3 separate regions of the Mus musculus genome follow, and all the other regions are linked to region 3. The links are chromatin contacts, called in public promoter capture Hi-C maps. All regions are on one chromosome and are shown on one strand. Each heading gives the region's core, a stretch centred on a gene start, on an enhancer-like site or on the middle of the called end of the contact. The rest is flanking DNA. Distances are from core to core; before and after follow the strand shown. Region 1 holds the start of Neu2 (neuraminidase 2). Region 2 holds the start of Ecel1 (endothelin converting enzyme-like 1). Region 3 holds the start of 2810459M11Rik (RIKEN cDNA 2810459M11 gene).

The links. Promoter capture Hi-C pulls out the DNA fragments that hold promoters and counts their contacts.
Region 1: a contact with region 3 is called in a promoter capture Hi-C map of liver, with 2.8 times the contacts expected there. The contact joins the promoter of Neu2 here to the promoter of 2810459M11Rik in region 3. A contact is called at or near these places in 1 of 39 promoter capture datasets (liver) and 1 of 9 other capture datasets (liver).
Region 2: a contact with region 3 is called in a promoter capture Hi-C map of embryonic stem cells. The contact joins the promoter of Ecel1 here to the promoter of 2810459M11Rik in region 3. A contact is called at or near these places in 2 of 39 promoter capture datasets (embryonic stem cells and pre-B cells) and 1 of 484 Hi-C or Micro-C datasets (embryonic stem cells).

The regions. Positions count from the first base shown.
Region 1 is chr1:87,572,007-87,575,458 of GRCm38.p6, reverse strand. It overlaps Neu2 (neuraminidase 2), which reads right to left and starts at 1,432. Exons shown (of 4, transcript NM_001160163.1): 1 at 1,333-1,432. It also overlaps a transcript of Ngef not described here.
Region 2 is chr1:87,154,007-87,157,769 of GRCm38.p6, reverse strand. Ecel1 (endothelin converting enzyme-like 1) reads left to right here and starts at 1,634. Exons shown (of 18, transcript NM_001277925.1): 1 at 1,634-1,750; 2 at 2,682-3,566. The coding sequence starts at 2,781. The region is part of intron 3 of Gm33292 (a long non-coding RNA gene); the gene reads right to left.
Region 3 is chr1:86,043,952-86,047,609 of GRCm38.p6, reverse strand. 2810459M11Rik (RIKEN cDNA 2810459M11 gene) reads right to left here and starts at 1,747. Exons shown (of 3, transcript NM_001144993.1): 1 at 1,038-1,747. The coding sequence starts at 1,647.

The sequences.
Region 1 (3,452 bases), core at 183-2,682, 1.5 Mb before region 3:
CCCCAGAACACAAAAGCTAGGTGGGCCTGGCTGTTCCCAGCACTCAGCGGGCAGAGGCGGTGATCCTCACAGTAAGCTAGCTAGCTAGACTAGCTGGATTTGACTAGTTCCAGGTCTAATGACTGACCCTGCCTCAATAAATAAAGTGGAGATTCTTCAAGGAAGACATCTGACTTCCATAGCTGAGCGTGCTCACGTGGAGCGCATCACACAGCCATGTCCTTGAAGAGAGAGATCTCTGGAATCTTCTGCAGCCTCAATGAAGCAAGGTGTCATGGCAGAGAGGCAAACAAACAAAACAGAGCAAGCTGCCCAGCCATGACCAGCAGGAAACAAGGCCCTCAGTCCAGCAATCCCCAAGGAGGCGTGCAGGCCTGCCAACAACCCAGGAGGCCTGTGTGCCTTCTCCACACAGCCTTGTAAAGAGGCGTTCTGGCCCTCAGCCACCTTGCCTCCAGCCAGTGAGAGCCCCTGAACAAAGAACGCGGCCAAGCCCTGCCCAGATTCCTGACTCACAGAAACCTAGAGTATAAGTATGCCCTGCTTCTTGGCAGTACCGGTTGGGTTAATTTATTACCAGCGGTAGGTCACAAAAAACAATAGCTCATCGGAGGCTTACATAAATATGGGCAGTGTAGCTATTAGCATTGAGAAATGAAAGCAATGGGTTAAGAGGCAAGGTTTTGGTACCAGCTAGGATGGGTTTCAATCTTGGAGCAGCTTACTATCTATGTGGCCTTGGGCAAGATGATCTATGAACATATGTATCTTTAAAATGCACCTGATTCTCAACTTGTAGTGAGGGCTCAGGGCTACACAGAGAGGTTATGCAATCTGCTTAGTTCAGTGCCTGCCACGCAGTAAGCACCAGGCAGAAGGAAGCCGTCACTAATCATAATTCACTGTAATAGTAACAATTGATTAAGACCTCTCGAATAGAGCAGCTGGTGTCCCCTGCCTGGGAGCTGTCAAGCTGAGCCCTGACGGCCATGTAAAGCAGTGATTAAAAGTGCTGGCTTAGTTGGCAAACCGCTTGGCATATGTGCACTGGGACTTGAGAAGATTCACAACTGTCACATAAAAAAGGGGCACAGTGGCGTGCTCCTTTAACCCCCACAGGGGAAGTTTGAGACAGGAGGGGAGGGTGCAGGTAAGATTCGGAGGATGGCCGATCAGGTAGCCTGGCCAATTAGTGAGCCCTGGGTTCCATAAGAAAAACAGAAAACAATAAGAGAGAGACCTGGTGTTCACCTCTGACTTCCACGTGTGTGTGCACGTGTACACATACTAACACAAAAGTGACCAGAACCCAAGAGGATCATAAACACTTACCCAATCTCAGACTCAGGGGGCGGGTCAGTCAGTGGTGGGGCGTCCATTCTTAGTCAACTTCCGATATTACCTTGCAGCCAGGGGCCGTTTGGGTCATGTCAACCTGCACCTCAGTGGCACCTCCCCTTTTGCCTGGCTCCTAGGGAGGTGTGTCTGGCTCCCTGCCTAGGTGCAGGGCACCCAGCAAGGTAAACACCCAGACAGGAAGTGCCTGTCCCAGGAATGGGGCCAGCTATAGGGAGGCAGGTCTGAAGGTCAGGAATGTTTCCCAGGGAGGCTTTTCCAGGCTATAGTACTCAGGGACAGGTAGGGAGCTTGTGTGCTTATGTGGGGGACACACAGACCTGCACTGAGGTGCCCGGACAGGACCGTGGATGGGAAAGGAAGAAACTGAAGCACTTATGAGGGGGCCTAACACCCAGGAACTTCTGGCTGGCAGGTGAGCAAAATATATGTTTATTTTATCTTATTTTTTAATGAAATGAGATCAAGGAAACCGTAGAAGAGAGGTCACTGCTGGGGAAGTGCAGAGTGTTGCAAGCATTGATTGAGAAGAACTAGGAAAGAGAAGGCAGCCAGACTGTCCATGGGAAGGAGAACTTGGCTACCCTTGCAAGATTCCAGCAGTACCTATGAGGTCCTGGCTATGCCTGTGAGCTCCCAGCCCATCTTGGCTTAGTGATTCTCCCAGCCCAGCGTGTTTCAACATCTGTGAAGCACGAAGCAGGGTGACCCCTCTTTCCAGCTCCTATACCTCCAGCTGTGGAGACTAGGGAGACAATGTACTGCAAAGGACAGGTCAATAACTTACAGGGCCCTGTGCAACAGGAACGTGCAGGGCCTCTTGCCAAAAACCGATAAAGAATCAGAGAGAGGCAGAAGCCTCATGTTAAAGTAACTGCAGAGCCCTCCAAGACCAGGGCACTCACTCCCCATGGTGCTCGCCCTGGTTGTAAATGTATGTGTAGACTGTGAAGTGCTGTGATTTCCGTGTGCTGTTGGCTCAAACCTCAGGGTTAAGGTGTGCTCTAGGGAGGAGACTTCACAGCTATGGAGTAACAGCCCCTGTGTTGCTGCCCCACTGATGTTGCTCCTCCTGCTCAGGGACCATTTCAGGACAAAAGACCCTACCCTCAGAACCCTCCAGATTTGTGTGCTTGGTGGCCAAGAAGCCAGAGTATGTTGTGACTCGGTTGAGAAAACTCAGCTGGATATAGCAATAGAAGGTTCTTATTTCCTGTCTTGACCAATATGTGGGATATTCACGAAGCCATCAGCTGCAGGGAGCTGGACTTGGGATTCCTGTAGTTTTGGCTACTCTGCTATCTCAGCTAGTGACCAATGTCTTGTTGCCTTGAGAGAAATGGCTGTCTTAATGCAGAGAGACATTAAGGCTCTGGTTGGGTCCCCCCACTGTGTTTTCCTTTCCCCTCCCCCTTTCTTCATCTTGGCCCACATTTGATGTTACTTAGTCTCAGAAAGGAGAAGCCAGAGTCTCCTTGGAGACTCCAGCATCCTGGACAATGAAAATGGACAATAGGCCATCTTCCTCAACCACACTCTCAGGCCACTCTTTGAACAACCACAGATTTTCATGGACATGGTCCCCAGGATAGGGAGACACCCAGCCTGTCCTGTTTCCTAACGGTAGCAGCAGTCCCTGTGGCCCCACTGCCAGGGATACCACAGTGAGTTTGAACATTAATGAGAGGTCTTTTAAAGAATGTCCCATGGTGAGCTTCTGTTGGTGAAATAGCTGATGGGTTGACTGTGAGCACTTGTTCCCGCTCTCACTCTAGCTAAGTGTTTCAAGTTCCTAGGGATGAGGGGTTGGGATCTTAATGACTAGAACAGGAAGTTCCTGGGGGAAGCAGAAGCCTCTGTAAAGAATTCTTGGTGAATAGGATTGCTGAAGTAAGGGAAAGGTGGAGAAGTGCTCCTATCCATGGGACTCACAGACTTAGGAAGTAGGCTCTGTACATGCGGACAATGTCATCCCAGGAGATACACCCTTCAGCTGTAGATGCAGCAGGCTGACTGTGTGCCTTTGTCACTTTCACCTCTTTGCCAGGAACCACATGCATTAGTCATGGTGTCTACCATAGACTATAGCTTGAAGT
Region 2 (3,763 bases), core at 385-2,884, 1.1 Mb before region 3:
GTAGTTGAGTGTGTGAGTGGTGACCAGAAGAAGAGCTCCAAGGACTGACCCCAGAGGAGAGAAGCAAATAAAGGGACTGAGGACCAGGGTCCCTATCCTCCTGTGGATGCAGAGGAAAGTCCCCGGGGAAGCAGGTTTGCCTCTGTGCCTTGCTGTCGGAGTAGTCGGCTCCTTGAGACAATATCCATTTTTATATTTCTTGGAAATTTCACGGCATTCATTTCGGGGAAAATAAAAGCTGTCATTGCCGGAGAAATGATACCAATCAGGGCCTGAAAAGGCTGGAAAATTATCCTCCAGGAGATGGAATGTTGAGGGGAAAATGCAGATTAAAAGCACAAAGAGCCACTCTGCCACCGCCCTGCCCTCCCCTCCCCCCTCACGGAAACACGGCATTTTTGCGTAATTCCATCGCTCCTCAGTAGAATTAATTGGACCTGAGAAGAATGCATGGGGCAGGAGAGGACCTTAGGATGGTCAGAATGAAAGACAGTCCTGTGAGTGGGACTTAGAAATGGACAGACTGGACAGGCAGGAAAGTGGTAGAGGTGGCCACTAAAGGCTAGTGACTGGGTAGCTGACGATGAAGAACATCCGGAGGGGATGGCGACGGGATGGTGGTCGCTCTCCGCAGTCCCACCTCAACATGGGTTCTATCACATCGGTCTTCACCAATGTCTGAAACATTGCTTAGGCCAGGGCTGCAGGCTGGAGCCACAAGGTTGGGATTGCTGGGGCTGTGTGGTCCTTTGCTGGGGATACCAGAAGAGATGGGTAAGTCGAGGCAGAGAAAGCAGATTCCTGAAACAGTAGCAGTCCTTCAGAAAGCTCCCAGGTCTCTGTCACGTGTGGGCTTCACCTTGTGGGTACAGTGGAGAGGTAAAGATGATTCTGTCTCTTGGAAGGAGCGAGGTCCCCAACATTTAAAAAGCTAGTTCAGCCAACCGGAATGGGTGGAAGACTGGACAAACTCACCCTGTGTAGTCCCGTGAGGGAAGTGGAGCAAGATTCCTCCCTCTCCCCACCCTACCATCCTTTTCTAGGCCTTTCTATGTGGGTCTGGGACTTCCTGCCAATGATGTCAGGAAAACCTAAGGTTGAGGAGGCCACAGCCTCAGCCTCTACTTGCAACCTCCCCAGGAGAGCTAGGTAAAGGGTCTTGTACCAACCAGAACCCAGATGGGGCAAGCAGGAGTTAAAAGGACAAAGAAGTCTTGGTGCTGATGGCGCCTGGCAGAGTGCTGGTCCAGATACAGGCTCTTCACCTGCCCATTGGAGTCCTCCCTGGGCTGAGCTTCTGTGGGCTCGGCCCAGACTTCCCTCTGGCCTCCAGATCTCCAGCTTCAGTCCCTTTACCGCAGACTGGTAGGTGGCTCCAAGTGGCTCATCAGAAGGGACCGTGCTTCCTCCTCCCGGGACAGATCTGGACTCCGGAGTCCTGGAGCCAGAAGCTGGTGCATCACTCTCAGGAGCGTTATCTCCGCGGTCGCCATCCCCACCTCCGCACTGCTGGAGCTGACAGGTAGCCCAGAGGGAAGCAGAGAGAAGGAGGGGTGCAGGGGGCGGGAGAAGGAGGGTGGAGCCGCCGGCGCGCCCCCTCCTTCGGGGCTGGCGGGCGGCGCGGCGCGGCGGCAGAGGCGGCGGGCGCACGAAGAGAGCCGCAGCCAGCCCAGCTCCTCTCCGGCTGAGGCCGGGATTTGCTCCCGACCCCTCCCTCGGTCCTCGCCCGGCCCAGACGCGCACCTGCCGGGTAAGTGTCATTCGGGCCCGCCGCCTCCGAGGACATCATCACAGCCACCTCCGAGGCCACCGCGGCTGCCGAGCCGAGCTTCTCGGCTTTGTCTCTGTCCTCCCGGCTCTGGCTCCAGCTGCGGCTGCGGCTGCGACTCCAGGACTCGGCTCTCAAGCTCCGCTGACTGCGCCGCGCGACGCAAGAGATTGAGCTCAGGGCTGGCGCAGCAAAGGGGGTGAAACTTCTCCCAACTTTGGATTCTGGGGAGAACCTGTTGACGACAGGGATGGCCCGGGGCGTTGATGGGTGGCAAATGATGAAACCAGTCTCTGGTTTTCCATCTGGGCCGTCGGGGTTGGGGAGTCGGGTGGGGGAAAGATGGGGAATGGAGAGGGCTGCTGCTTGGGGAAGGGACTTGTGGGCTTTGGAGCCATTGAAGAGAAACAGCCAGAGGGTGGCTTGAGAGTGGTCCTGCAGACTTCCCCGAGGACGAAGTTTGGGTGTCTGGTCGCTTTTAGTTCGGAGAACTGAAGGAGGCTTCAGGGTCCGCAGAGAGGCGCCCCTGACCACACCTCCTTTCTCCGGCCTCTGCTTCCCCCTCCCCCACCTGGCTTGTCTGGAGAGGATGATGGGCAAGAAAGGCAAAGACAAGGGAAACAGGTTGTCAGTGAAGCCCCCACTTTGTGCCCGGTGCTCTTTGGTTTTGTGTCCGAGCATCCTTACTCTGTGGTGAGCTTGTGGAGACCTGGGTAGGCAGGTTAAAGGCTACTATTCCAGTAAGAGCTGCTGGCAACTGAACCCTTCTTTCTTGGTTGACGGAGTGAAGTGGGATCCTTGGTTGTGGATCACAGGTGGCCTCCATCTTCTTAAACTAACTCCCACCCTTTGTTTTCTGGGTCCCCTCACTTTCCAGGGCCTCTCTGAGCCTGCTAATGTTCCCTTCCTACAGCTGCGACCGAGGGCCATGTGGGCTCCGACCAGAAAGCCCGCAGACAGAAGCAGCCTATAATCGACCAAACAAGGGGTCTGCAGCCAAAGCCTCGGCACAATGGAGGCCCCGTATTCCATGACAGCGCACTACGACGAGTTCCAGGAAGTCAAGTATGTGAGCCGGTGTGGCACCGGGGGCGCTCGAGGGACCTCACTGCCTCCAGGCTTCCCGAGGGGCTCAGGGCGCAGTGCTAGCGGGTCCAGGTCTGGGCTGCCCCGCTGGAATCGACGCGAGGTGTGCCTGCTGTCGGGGTTGGTGTTTGCTGCCGGCCTCTGCGCCATCCTGGCGGCCATGCTGGCGCTCAAATACCTGGGCCCGGGAGCGGCGGGCGGTGGCGGAGCCTGTCCCGAGGGCTGCCCCGAGCGCAAGGCCTTTGCACGCGCCGCCCGCTTTCTGTCTGCCAACCTGGACGCCAGCATCGACCCGTGCCAGGACTTCTACTCGTTCGCGTGCGGAGGCTGGCTGCGGCGCCACGCTATCCCCGACGACAAGCTCACCTACGGCACGATCGCGGCCATCGGAGAGCAGAACGAGGAGCGTCTGCGGCGCCTGCTGGCGAGACCCACCGGAGGCCCCGGCGGCGCTGCGCAGCGCAAGGTGCGCGCCTTCTTCCGCTCGTGCCTCGACATGCGCGAGATCGAGAGGCTCGGGCCGCGGCCCATGCTCGAGGTCATCGAGGACTGCGGCGGCTGGGACCTGGGCGGCGCGGCCGATCGCCCCGGGGCGGCTCGCTGGGACCTCAACCGACTGCTGTACAAGGCACAGGGTGTGTACAGCGCGGCCGCGCTCTTCTCGCTTACAGTCAGCCTGGACGACAGGAACTCCTCGCGCTACGTCATCCGCGTGAGTGTCCCCCCCCCTCCGCCTTTCCGCCCCACGACAATCCTCGCACCCCACCTGAGACCTCCCGCATCCTTGGCCCGGCGTGCCCCCTGCTCCATCCCGCGTCCGAAGGATACGGGTTCGGACAGCTAGGGGATCAGGGAGGAGCGGGGCGCGCGCAGGGGCAGAGCGCGGGAGGAGGGCGCAAGTAATTTCCC
Region 3 (3,658 bases), core at 498-2,997:
TATCTGCCTAATCTTTCAGGATCCTGGAGGTCGGTCAGCCTCCACCAAAGGAAGGTTGGCGGGAGGGGAGGGAACCGCCAGAGAACTACTGTGGCCTAGCCAGCAGGTGCAAGTGTGACATTTATAATATCAGACAACGTCTCCTGGTGTGAAAGGTCTGACATCTCCCAGTGGCAGGCTAATGCCCCAGAACACCTCACACAGCCAGAACACCTCACACAGCCACTCTTTAGTTCAAAAGCTTACTACAGTCAAAGGTCAAACGGAAGTGAGTTGAGCGGTGGAAAGCTTTCCTAGCGTTTGTCAGGGCTCCACTTAGGACCTTCTTTTTAATCCCAGTACTTTGCAGCAAAACACGCTGCCTTGGGACGTCTGATCCCATGACGGAGCAGTCTCCGACTAAAAGCGCTCACACCATCTCTACACTTTAGAATAGAGCGTGGAAGGAAAACCTGGCGGAAGCAGCCAGCGATCGGTGGCTACCAGGAATAACTGAGGTCGTCACGGTCTCGGTCCCTCACACCCTTCCGGATACGTCCCTGGCACCTATTCTGTGTTTTTGCCAGGAACTTCGATTGCCTTCCTCCCTTCCACACCGAGCCTCCTGTATAGCTCCCCCTCTCCTAAAGCTCTGAGGACAATCCTACCAGGACAAACTTGTCCTAAAGCTACAGTCACCCCGCCCCCCAGACTCAGTTCTTCCCACGCACACCACCCAAATTTTTGCATCTTCTATCCCAGTTTCCAACTCCTACATTGTTGTTGTTTAGAGCAGTTCAACTCTACTTCTTACCCACTTCCCACCAGTTGTACCCTCAGATACCCCACCCCCGATCTCATGTGCAGTCAGGATCTGGCCAGACAGACTCAATTCCATGTCCAGAGCATGTCCACCTTAGGCTGAGAAGCCTTGTGCTGGGGACCTCCCAGCACCGGGCCTCAGTTTACCTCAACAGAGTTGGGTGGCCTAAACGGGTTCAACCGGTCTAAAGGGACGCCTTCCCCAGTGCCCAGCCTGACCCCACACGCAGCCTCACCTGGTCGTCCCGGCCCCGCAGCTTGCAGGGCTCTGCAGGCCGCCTCCTGGACCGCCAGGCTGGAGGCGGGACAGCCGGGACGAAAGGCTGCTGCTTGCACCGGGCCCCCGACCTGGCGGCCGAACACCGTGCGCAGCAGCGTCTCGAGCAGCTGCAGTTCGGGCGCCCTCGCGTCATCCGCACCCGTGTCGGCCACCAGCACTCCGACCAGCGCGGCGCCCTCACACCTCCGGTCGCGCACGTCCCGCAGCATCTCCCGCAGGCGGCGCCGCGACTCCCGGGAGGTCAGCGATCCGACGCGGCACAGCACGAAAACGAGCGGCGAGCGAATGGCTCGCTCCGCCTTCGCCCCCGGAGCCCCGTGCGACTCGGTGGCCGCCGCGGTGCCCGCGCTCTCGGCCTCTGCGCAGCCCGGCTTGCCCGGCGCGGACTCCGGCGGGAACACGGCACCGGCGAAGTCCCTCAGCAGCGCGCGGCTCTGCTCGCGCTCCCACAGCTCGCCCACCAGCAGCACCTGCCCGCGGCCACCCGCCGCCTCCACCAACGCCTGGAAGGGTGGCTCCGCCGGGCTCGCGGGCCGCGGGGCCAGCGCCTCCAGCTCGCTCTCCATGCTGGCCGCCGCCTCCTGCGCCGAGCTGGGAGCTCCGCCGCTGCCTCGGCCGACACGCCCCCGAGGGCCGAGCCGCCCAGACCCCCTGCGCACTCCTGTCCCGCCGCACTGAATTTATCATTCACTCATTCGTTCATTTAGATACCCAGTAACACACTCAGTAGTTTAGGACTACTAAGCATTTAGGACATCTAGAAAGTACAGGCTCTTGTGGGGGACTGAGGATGAGTGGACATTATTAACCTGACTAATGTACCCTCTTAGGGTAAGATGGTTTTGTTTGTTTATGCGTTTTATTTGTTTTATGTGTATGGATATTTTGCTTAAATGCATCTGCACTAGTACCAGCGTCTGATCTCCTGGATCTGGAGTTGTGAATGTTTATAATCAACTACATGGGTACTGGGAACCCAATCCAGGTCCTCTGCAAAAGCAGTCAGTGCTCTTAATCGGTAAACCATCTCTCAGATTTTTTTTTTCTTTCTTTCTCCTGAGACACGATCTCACCATCCTAGCCTAGAATCTGGAGACCCTTTAGCTTCAGTTTAGGATTACAGTCTGTACCACCATTTCTAACTTCTGGAGCTATTTCGGAGTAGTCCTACAGGGTTTGGCGTCAGGGCCTGCTTTTCCAGTGGTGTAAGCTTTGGAGCCCAGTTGGAGCAGAAGAGTGAGTGAGAACGGGAGAGAGATGGGAAGCATAACATCCTAGCTTCAACTCTGTCGCTGTGATAAAAATACCTTAACACCAAACAGTTTAGGGAAGAGAAGAAAGGGCTTATTTTAGCTCACAGTTCCTGGTTGTAGCCATCACTGCAGGGAAGTCACAGAGGCAGGAGCTTCCAGACAGCTGGCCACAACACACCCACACCCATGAGTGAAGAGATAGGAATATTTTTGTACAATCACACCAATGAAGGGTGTCACACCCTTCAGGCTGGGTCTTCCCTCATCAGTTAAGGTGATCAAGATAATCCTGGCCATTCCCAGACCTGCTCACGGGGCAAGCTGACCTAGACTGTCCCCTTTTGAGACTCTCTCCCCAGGTGATTCTGGGTTGTGTTTCCTTGATAATTAGAATTAACCATCACCCAGGGGACCTCCTCTACCACTTCTCTTCAGCCTCCAATACTTCCTCCAAATGGATCAAGATCATCCTTTCCACAAACACTTGTTGCATTTGGGTACCACCTGATGTCATGTGAGGCTGTTGTTCCCCATGGGCCAGAATCTAGAACAAGTCTAGAGCAACCCGTCCCTTGTGACCCCTTCAGAAAAGCCAGTTACATTATGATGCACAATACTAGCAGAGTGATAGCTATGGAGTAGCAATGAGACTAACTTTTTGGTTGGGAGTCACCACAACTTGAGGCCCTGTATTAAAGGCTTGCAGAGTTAGGAAGGTTGAGAGCCACTGATCTAGAAGTGGACATGGGATGCTGGCGTGCTCTGGTGTTGGTCTATAGGTGTAAGGTGTGTACATGTATATGCATCTATGACTATTTGTCTAAAATCCAGGTCAGAAGCAGGAACATACGTCCTACCAGTTTTGTCCAAAAGAACATTCTGCGAACTGTTTTCCTGCCCTGTTCAAATGCAGTTGCCCTAAGGCACATGTGGCTATTACTGCACACTGGAGTTGATACAAATGCTTTTTACATGCTATTTAACATGAAGTTAAATTCAAATAGCCTCTGGGGCTTGTATCTTCTCTTTATTTCTCCATCCATCCACTACATAATAATTGGCCCAAAGGGTGTTGTTGTCAAGACATTTTACTGCCCAGCCCTGGCCTCACCATAAAGCCCCAATCCCCTCTTTTAAAATACCTTGTTCCCAACTCCTTATAATTATGCTCCAGCATCCTGGAGAGTTTTGCACATTCATAAAATGAATCTTTCTTGGGTCCCTACTGTATGCATGAAGCAGTCAAAGGTGGTCAAGAAGCTCCCTTCCCTAAGTCTCTTTGTCTAGTTGTCTACCAGTACTTGGAGGAAGGCACCATATGGTT